Regions from separate parts of the Danio rerio genome. Here region 2 is linked to region 1. The links are chromatin contacts, called in public HiChIP or PLAC-seq maps. All regions are on one chromosome and are shown on one strand. The core of a region is the stretch at or near the end of the contact, and the rest is flanking DNA. Distances in the headings are between cores, read along the strand shown.

The links. HiChIP or PLAC-seq counts read pairs in DNA pulled down with a chosen protein or histone mark.
Region 2: a contact with region 1 is called in an H3K4me3 HiChIP or PLAC-seq map of embryo, with 2.6 times the contacts expected there. The contact joins the promoter of armc1l here to the promoter of myb in region 1. A contact is called at or near these places in 2 of 4 datasets of contacts at active chromatin or transcription factors (embryo and gastrula embryo).

What each region holds. Positions count from the first base shown.
Region 1 is chr23:34,755,787-34,760,452 of GRCz12tu, forward strand. myb (v-myb avian myeloblastosis viral oncogene homolog) reads left to right here and starts at 2,242. Exons shown (of 15, transcript NM_131266.2): 1 at 2,242-2,434; 2 at 4,292-4,409. The coding sequence starts at 2,412.
Region 2 is chr23:34,853,906-34,858,571 of GRCz12tu, forward strand. It overlaps armc1l (armadillo repeat containing 1, like), which reads left to right and starts at 2,216. Exons shown (of 7, transcript NM_199539.2): 1 at 2,216-2,291; 2 at 3,027-3,192; 3 at 3,496-3,587; 4 at 3,795-3,987; 5 at 4,080-4,196; 6 at 4,298-4,372. The coding sequence starts at 3,040. It overlaps mtfr2 (mitochondrial fission regulator 2), which reads right to left and starts at 2,094. Exons shown (of 8, transcript NM_001077285.1): 1 at 2,073-2,094; 2 at 1,553-1,749; 3 at 1,364-1,468. The coding sequence starts at 1,624.

The sequences.
Region 1 (4,666 bases), core at 992-3,491:
AATGAACCGCCAACTTACCCAGCATATGTTTTACACAGCGGGTGCCCTTCCAGCTGCAACCCAGTACTGGAAAATACCCATACACTCTCACATTCATTCACACACCCCCACACACACACACACACACACTCATACACCATGGCCAATTTAGTTTAATCAATTCACCTATAGCGCATGTCTTTGGACTGTAGGGGAAACCAGAGCACCCAGGAGAAACCCACGCGAACATGAAGAGAACATGCAAACTCCACACAGAAATGGCAACTGACGCAGCCGTTGCTCGAACCAGCAACTTTCCTGCTGTGAGCAACTTTTTTATTTACTTTTTTATTATCTGTGCAATGTAATTCATATGTTATTGTGGATTTATGTTGTCATAAAACAGAAAATTGTTATAATGTGTGTTGAGATATGACTAAGTCATAAATCATTATCTGTTGCATAGACAAGTGTACTTGGGAAAGAAAATGGCGACTAAGTGTTTTCTTTTTTTAATGAAGCACCCCCAGTGATAACCCCTCCTTGTTCTGCAATGGATGGATGAGCGCGCCAGCTAGCGCGCAGACACAACAGATGCGCGTTCACGAGCTGCGAGCTCTGCTGAGCACGTGCATGAGCGTCAGTGGTCAGAAACAATGGCTCACGCTGACCGAAATGATAAGTGACGGTCACAATATGTCAGCCAAGTGAGTGCAATCGGCAGACAACATATAAAACAAATTATATAGACCACAGCCAGCATGGGTGTGTTGTGACAGAGAAAGTTTGCTGGTTACTTTTGGTTATTCTGCAATTACGTATACTATCACATGGCAACAGGTTGGACATGTCGGAGAAGAACTTAAACAAGCTGCTCTACTTTTCCGTCCAGACCTGACCGTGAAATTCAGTAACAAAATGTGCTTTACATTGTGTATTGTGTAACACTGTTCCTCGACGCAAAGTGAAATTCATAAGCAACCAAGTGGAACATTTCTGGAAAAGGAAAAGCGAAACTGTTGCAACCCAATGAATGCGAGAATTCTGGAAAACGTAGTTTATTAAAATGATTCACAGGAAATTAACGATGACACAGGGTTTTCAGCGTAACTGTCTCTCCATAAAGGAAAACGTGCATTTAGGAATGGGGAACTTTAAAAACTGCCCCAATCGAAATAATGTTTTTGAAAAGTTTATCTGTACGGCTCAGCGGTTGTTTTGCGTTTGAATAGCTTCGCAGAAGAAAGAAAATTCTGCACAGATATTTAGGCGCAACACTGCTGGATTCACATTTCGATACACGGATAGCAGTTCGAACCTCTGACAAATGACTCTTATGATCCGGTTCTTTTATGGAATCAAATACACACAGCCTTCAGCCGCGTCACTGTGTTGACCAACTCGAGCAAATGACTCTTATGAGCTGATTCTTGTTAGTGACACGGCGAATCAATTATTACCTTATGTCCTACTTAAAAAGAAACTAAAACATCCCATAATACTTTCCGTATGTCCCATTGATGTGTACAACACTTGAAGTTTGGTTCTCTTGCTTGGAAGTAGACAAAGCCCAAACATTTCTGTATTAGCTGGTTATTTCAGCGCATTAGTAGTAGCTTATTTATAAATATGATGTGTTAAAGTTGTGTAATCAGTTTTGTTATAAATAGTGGTATTTTGAAAAATATGTCTAGGCTACATCTACCACGTTTTTTTAATATGTTTGAAGTTTGTAATTACTGATTTGCATTTCTTTTATTAAAAAGCCACGAAAATGTAACATTTAGATTAATTTATTACAAATTTAGTTGATTATTTAAAACGAATAATAATTGTTATTAATTTTAACAAACATAATTTAAACCGTTTTAAATATTCTTTTAAAATCTAACTGAATTTGTTAAAGGGAGTCGCGACTGGAACCACAAGCCAGTTTTTCTCACCATCCCTCATTAGAGTACAGCAGCTTCAGTACCGCAGAAACAGCGATAAACTCGAGAGAGGATGCCCGGACCCCCTCACGCTCTGTTTCTCCTTGTTTGCCAAACTTTCACTCCCACTCAGAGTCCACATTGTCCTCCAAGAAACGCGCTGCCACCCCTCCCTGCCTCTTTACCTCCAAAAACACAATATAATTGTTCCAAAAGCACAACAGTGGACGATTAGCGCGGACCTCTTGCTCAAAAGGCGCTCTTCTCAGTGAATAGTCGAGCGGATGGTGCGCATGCGCAAGACCCGAGGCGCCAAATTTAGCGGGAGGGAGAAAGACAGCCCAGCTTTGTCTGATGGATCTGTTTACAATATCGCACACTCCACTAGAGAGCTTAATATCAGCACTTCCTCCTCGAAGAGGAGCTGACAGCACTCCACCTTAGCACACTTGAGCCGAGCGCACTCACCATCACATCTCTACCTTCCTCTCGAACAGCGGGATGGCGAGGCGGCACAGACACAGGTGAGTTTTAAAACTTATGCATTATGATGAAAACTTTCGCGCATGTATTTCCTTATACTGTGAGAATGCGCTCCACAGCCACATGGAGGTATATATATGTACACACGTATAAACGGCTTGTCCTAAGAACATTGTATTTCAGAAAAGGCATGCTCAAAATGAGAGCTTTGTTGCATTTTTATAATCGCACGCATCTTAGTCTGCGAGGACTGGCATTTGTTGTGGCCGCGCGCGCTGAACAGGTGGATGGCATGTGCGCTCTCCGCTCGCGCCCGCGCGCGGTGGTCTCGCGCTCGCGTTCATTTACATTTTCATTCATCCACCTGCGCGTGCGAGTCCGCTGGACAGGTTAAGGTTTGATTCGGTACTTCCCCAAAAAGAAGAACACTCATTTAGATTCAGAAACAACAGAGGAGAGCCGCAATGTCAGCGGCTGTGTAGCGTAGTTGAAAAATAGCGGGCGATTGCCAAAAACATCTCGGTGTGTTCGCGTACTATTTCTACTAACTGAGTTTTACTCTTTTTCGGAAATGGCTCTGAATTATATCGTTTGGATTAATTTTGAGATTACACGTGAGCCGGATGGATTATAATCACTGAGTTTTCTAAATCCGCTTTACATTTGTCGGTTGTAATAACTAGCGTGGTATTATAGTCTTAAAGGGATAGTTCGACCCTACATGAAATGCTGTCATCGTTCACACACCCTCATGCTGATCTTAAACTGTTGTAACTTTAGCGTCGAACAAAATTAAATAAATGAAAATGAGGCAGAATGCGAGTGAGGGTCTGACAGTCTCGCGAGCCATTCACTTTCACTGCATCTTGTTTCTATTCAAGTGAATGGAGACTGCGGCTGTCATTCTGCCTGTTTCCTTTTGATGAAATATTACGATAAAAGATGAAACAAAACTATAAGTTCAGCAGGTTAATTTTGTCTTTTTAAGTTTACTTCAAATTTTGGAGCGTTTACAGTTAGCTAAATTCACTTTAATGTATATTAAGTTCACACAACGGGTTAAAAGTGAGAGTATTTCGTTGTATTTGTCACTTAAGCTAATAATAAACTACTCAAAAATTCCTCTGAATTAGTTTTCAGCCACAGTGAGACTATTTTGACAGGTATTTAAAGTCACAGTACAGTTACTCAGCGCACACTAAAGATGAAACCATATATTTGACTACATATTTGCTTGGACTAGGTGCGTTCTGAGTTTTACATTTCAGTGTAAACACTTGTAATCAATGCAGCGAGCTATCATCCTTATCTTTTGTTTTGAGTACTCGCATTAAGGATAAACATGAGATTTAAAAGTACATACACATACACCTGTGGCACAAAGGCAAGGGGAACATTGTTCTCCACGTCTGCTTGTGCTCAACCCTGATTGGCCCAGAGCCGGCCAGGTGAGATGGTTTTGACAGTACCTGTGCAGGTCTAAACACGCTTCTATCATGAAACAGTGCCAGTCCACGCACACGCTTGCTGTTTCTGTGGAAACCAAAAACACCAGAACAGGTTTCTGTGAGCGTGTCCCCCCTGCACCCTAACCTGCCGGCTGTACTGGTTCATCCACTCCAGTTTTGTGTTGACTGTGTTATCGCTTAATTTTTCTATAACGCGTGATAGATGTATGGAGGTGAAAGGGTGCTATTTGTGTATGTCACCAACACACATCTGGTTCATGAAGATTCCTCCCCACTCTTCTTATTAGTGCTCTCTCTATTATTTATTCTATATTTACCCTTGGTTTGCTGTTTTATTATTACCCCCCCTTCCCCCCCCCCACCCGACTCACCCTCTCTTTGATACCTTACTCTCTTTATCTCACAGTTGATCATTTCTCTCCCCCTCAGTGTTTACAGTAGCGACGAAGATGATGATGATGTGGAGATTTATGATCATGACTATGATGGTCCTCATGCCAAGACAGGAAAACGCCACCTCGGCAAGACACGCTGGACCCGTGAGGAGGTACATAAAACTGCTCTTTGCCTTTGTTTAAGTGTTATTTTTGTGCTGTTGTAGTAGTTTAACACTTTGATCTATATTTAATTACAGATATATAATAGCATCTATATTATAAAGATATAGTAACAATGATCTATATTTGCTAACAGCATTTTGACCAATTGCAAATATAAGTAAATTATATATACTTACACACAATATTATTTTTGTAATATTATTAATTTTCGCAATATTATTAATAAATCTTATGATACTATACC
Region 2 (4,666 bases), core at 966-3,465, 98 kb after region 1:
AAAATATGATAAAACATTGAATTGAAACAATAACATAAAACAAGAGAACGTTACAACTACAACAACAAAAAAAGACTAGAAAAATTAACAATTATTATACACAATAAACAGTTATTAAAGTCTAACAAAGGGAACTGTGTCAAAAAAGGGCCTCAAACAAAGTCTGCGGGCTTTTGTCTGACAGAATAAAATAAAATATATTTTTTCTGAATTTAAACTAAGCTAAAAAAAAAGCTTTGAGATTAAAAAAATGTAAAGGTCAAGACATGGCAGTTAGATTTGTTCTTGAAAACTAAAATAAATAGTTTTTTCTAAAAATGAAATGAATCTTAAATGAAACAAAATGTAAACATTAGACGACAAAAATGTCTCTGCAACTAACTAAAATAAAATGCTTAAACTAAAGAACTTCAATTGCTAAAAGTTGAAAAATTGAAATAAAAATTAAAAAGCTAAAATCAAAATTTTAAAAATCATCAACAAAATAAACATAACAAAAGTACATATTACACTAGGCCTGTGCGCTAAATCAAAATCGTATTGCAATTTGAAACGTTGCAGTTAGTTAATATCAAGAGGCTGCAAAATAAAATATGTACAGTTAAAGTCAGAATTATATACAAAAATAACGAATACCATCTGAGGTGAAGTGCTTCAAAACCAGTCCGCAATGCTATTAAACATGCTAGACTTTCTGCGATGGTGTCGTGAGACAACGCAGACATGGTATCAGTTGTCATCAACTATGCCATTACACGAGAAGAAACAATAGACTCTTGTCACAAAATTTTTGCCATGACATACAGATTATTGAGCTGAAGCTTGAGTTAAATTAAAATCAGCTTGAATTAAATCATAAACCAAATCACAATCCCAATCTGTCCAAAAAAATAATAAAAAATAGCAATTAGATATTTACCCCAAATCGCACAGCCCTATAATACACTGAACATATACAAACAATAAAACGAAACAAAATAGTGCCAAAATTGGTAAGTGGTAAAGTTGGCTTTATATTCTCACATTCGTTCAGTGACAACTTGCTTCCTATATGGTTTACCATGGTACTTTAAATATATTCAGCCTGAAATCACATGCAAGTATGACTTGAAAACAGCATTAGCTCTATTTATTTGCGTGTGAACAATGTTGTACTTTGATAGTCATTTGCTGCTAATATTATTTCACTATTTAGATTATGTAAATAATACTTTTCTGAAATTATATTATTAAGGAGAATGTTTGAATGTGTTAATATAAAACAAACTTTACCTCAATGAGTAACTACTGTAGTTTTTATTGATAGTATTCTTATATATTATTTTTAGTAGCAGTACAAATTTATTTCTACAGCATAAAATACCTGAAACCGCAACCGAGGGTAAGGAGAAAGAGGAAGATTTGTTCCAATCATTCGGACTAGGCTTCGGTACTGTCCACAGTGTGTACTTTCCCATACTGGAACCAACTGCAACAATACACACAAATGCACTGTTAATAAATTATAACTTTCATTAAATAACTTTTTTTATGTACTTGATTGTCTCTATACCATGTCTGGAGGCACTCCAAAATATTCCAGAACACATTTCAGCAGGTCAACGATGTCCTCCAGCAGAGACATTGACTGTGTGTGTGTATATTTTGCACGCTGGATTTCTGCTGACGGATGAACTAACAACACACAGACACTGCACCAAACTTCTCCACGTGACCAGAGGGATCAAATCAGCTGCATTCCGCTCAACTCTGTAACAAAACCCGCAATATAAAGATTATACATTAATTCTGAAATACTACGATAAAACTAATGACATAAATGCAAGATAATAGTAATCAAATGCAGCGGTAATTACCAGCATCGTCAACTGTCCTACCAATGAGTGCGTACGAAAACACACACACACACACACACACACACACACACACACACACACACGTATCTCAAACATATCCTATAACGTTATTTCACTTTTGGATATGTCTACGTTTCATTTAATCCTACGGTCGTCTTATTAAATGCCGTTTATATTTACGAAGACAATTTGTTTAATTAATGTTATTCACTTTACCTCCTCGCCGTCTCACGCTTCCCGTGCAGGTAAACTCAAATAAAGCTCTTTCTGTGAGGGCGTTTGTGATTGGTCCGGGCGGTGGGGTTGGCTCCAGTAGCCAATCAACTTGAAACATTTAGAAACGATGTCAAAGACGTTAGCCAATTATTTCGTTTGAACAGAAGGAGTGGGAAGTTTCGTATTTGTTTGTGTGTGCTGTTAAAAGTAACGGTAGCGGTGAGTACAGTGACAGTGTAAACTGATAAATTTAATTGTCGTATTAACATACACGAAGGAGTGTTTTGAAAACGATATGTAACAATGTTAACGTGAATAAATATAGATGTTATTTAATTTACAGTAATGTTTGAATAGCAATTTCAACACTTTAGCTGTTTTGCTAACACGCTATTAGCGGTAGTGTTTTGAGCATGTGTGCTATTCGCGTTAGCTTTTCTGAAGTCTCATGTTACCATGTGTGAACAAGGTGTACTTTTAAGGTCTCATTTTTTTCACGTAGTTGTTAATGCCTTATTATTGTCGAAATTTTAAAAGGCTATTATTGTAAACGGTCACGTGATCGAAACGGTTGAAATGTGCACAAAATAAAACAGAAAACATGCATGATACGCCCATAACATAAATACGATATTAAGATAGCATAATAAATAAAACAAATGCTGTGTTTTGTATAGAACAAAACCACAATTCATAAATCACATCTGTCCAATAGGAATGTAGCTTCTAGGTATCAGTAATGATTAAATCACACTGAACAGAGCTAAACTGAACTGAACTGAACTTAAACACTAAAACCTGAACCACACTGTTCCAGTTACTATGACCATTTATGTGAAGCTGCTTTGACACAATCTACATTGTAAAAGCGCTATACAAATAAAGCTGAATTGAATTGAATTGAGTATCAAATGGCCGTCAAATAAATTGTCTTTATATCCTCTGGTGTTTCAGATCTCCACAAAAAATGATGGACGCATTATCAGTCGTGACACAGCTACGGGACTTGGCATCAGAACCACAGAACCGGGAGGTTATTGTTCAGGACCAGGGTTGCCTTCCAGGATTAGTGCTGTTCCTGGACCACAAAGACCCTAAAGTGCTTTTTGCCACCCTTCAGGTACACTCAGACCTGATTTGTCAATTAACAAATCGTCACCTTGGAATTGTAAGTTCTATCTGCGTTCTGATATATTTCGAGATAATGAGCTCTAAAGTTTTTGCATTTCATATAGCAAAACATTTGTTTTGTTTTTTAATAAAACAAAACAAAACAAATCCCATAATGTAAGTAAGTTGTCATTTAATAAGAATATGTGAAAAACTAAATTTTGACAAAAATGTCAGATAGAACTTTATAAATATAAGGTGACGAAATGTTTTTATCTGTATAAATTAGAGTTTTAAAGTGTCTTCTCCTCAGGCCTTGCGGTACTTGGCTGAATCGCCCCGTAACATCAATACAATGAGAAATGAGCTTGGCATGATGGTCAGCCTGGAGTCATTGATAAAGAGGTGTTTTATTTTAAACTAAACACTTTTATCATTAGTAGTTTTTCCATTTATACCTGTAAATGTATAATGAAATCGAGCTTCTTCTATGATGTTCTGGAATTTATCAAATGAACTTTAAATTTTGATATACACTTTGAGCTTTAGTCTAATTATGCACACTGCATCAATGCACAAAATTCATTATCTTCCTTTTTCTATTCCCTCAAGGACCGATTTGACAACTGATATTACAGACCTAGCAAAAGAGGTTCATGATTTGTTAAACGCTCAATCACAGAGGCCGGGTTGTCAGACTCCAGAGCAACAGAAGAAGAAGAAGAACAAACCTCAGTTCTTCATTAACAGCACTAACAAGAAAGCCAAATCAGTTACCCTCCACATACAAGGCTTGGATGGGGCGGTATGTACAAAATGTGAAGCTGTCACGTGCACTTTTGATTGTTTCTTATGTTAGTGCAGATCGTAGACTAAGATGATGTATTGTTTTGACAGGATCAGAGAGGTGTGTGTGAAGAGGCTCTTCTAAGGGTTAAAGGTGTAATCAGCTTCACGTTTCAGATGGCTCTGAAGAGATGCACTGTACGCATTCGTGCTGATCTGCCTACTGAGGTATTACTTTTTTTTTTTAAAGGGAGGAGTTAAATAAGCACAGATGTGGTATTGCGATATGCATGAAAATTGTAAAAGCAAATGTGTTTATTTTTTTCTAGAGTCTGGCCACTGCCATTGCTTCCACAAAAGTGCTTTCGGCTAAGCAGGTTGTAAAAGATGAAAATGGAGAAGAGGTGGGTGCTTCTTTTGCTGATCCAGGGCTCAATAATATGTTGGTCTGGTCTGGTCAAGTCAGATTTTTATATTTTGCCATTTTAATGGTTATCAGTTTTGATTGATATTTGTAATATATGTGCACACACACGTATACACAAACAGATATGGGGGGGATAAAAGATCTACTGAAAATTAACAGATTCTCTGCATTTTCTAGGCATAGGTTTAAATAAAATAATTTTTTTGTTTTTATTAAAAAATGTATAACATTTTTTTTTTTAAATAACAATTTTTTTGTCATTTTTTTTTCT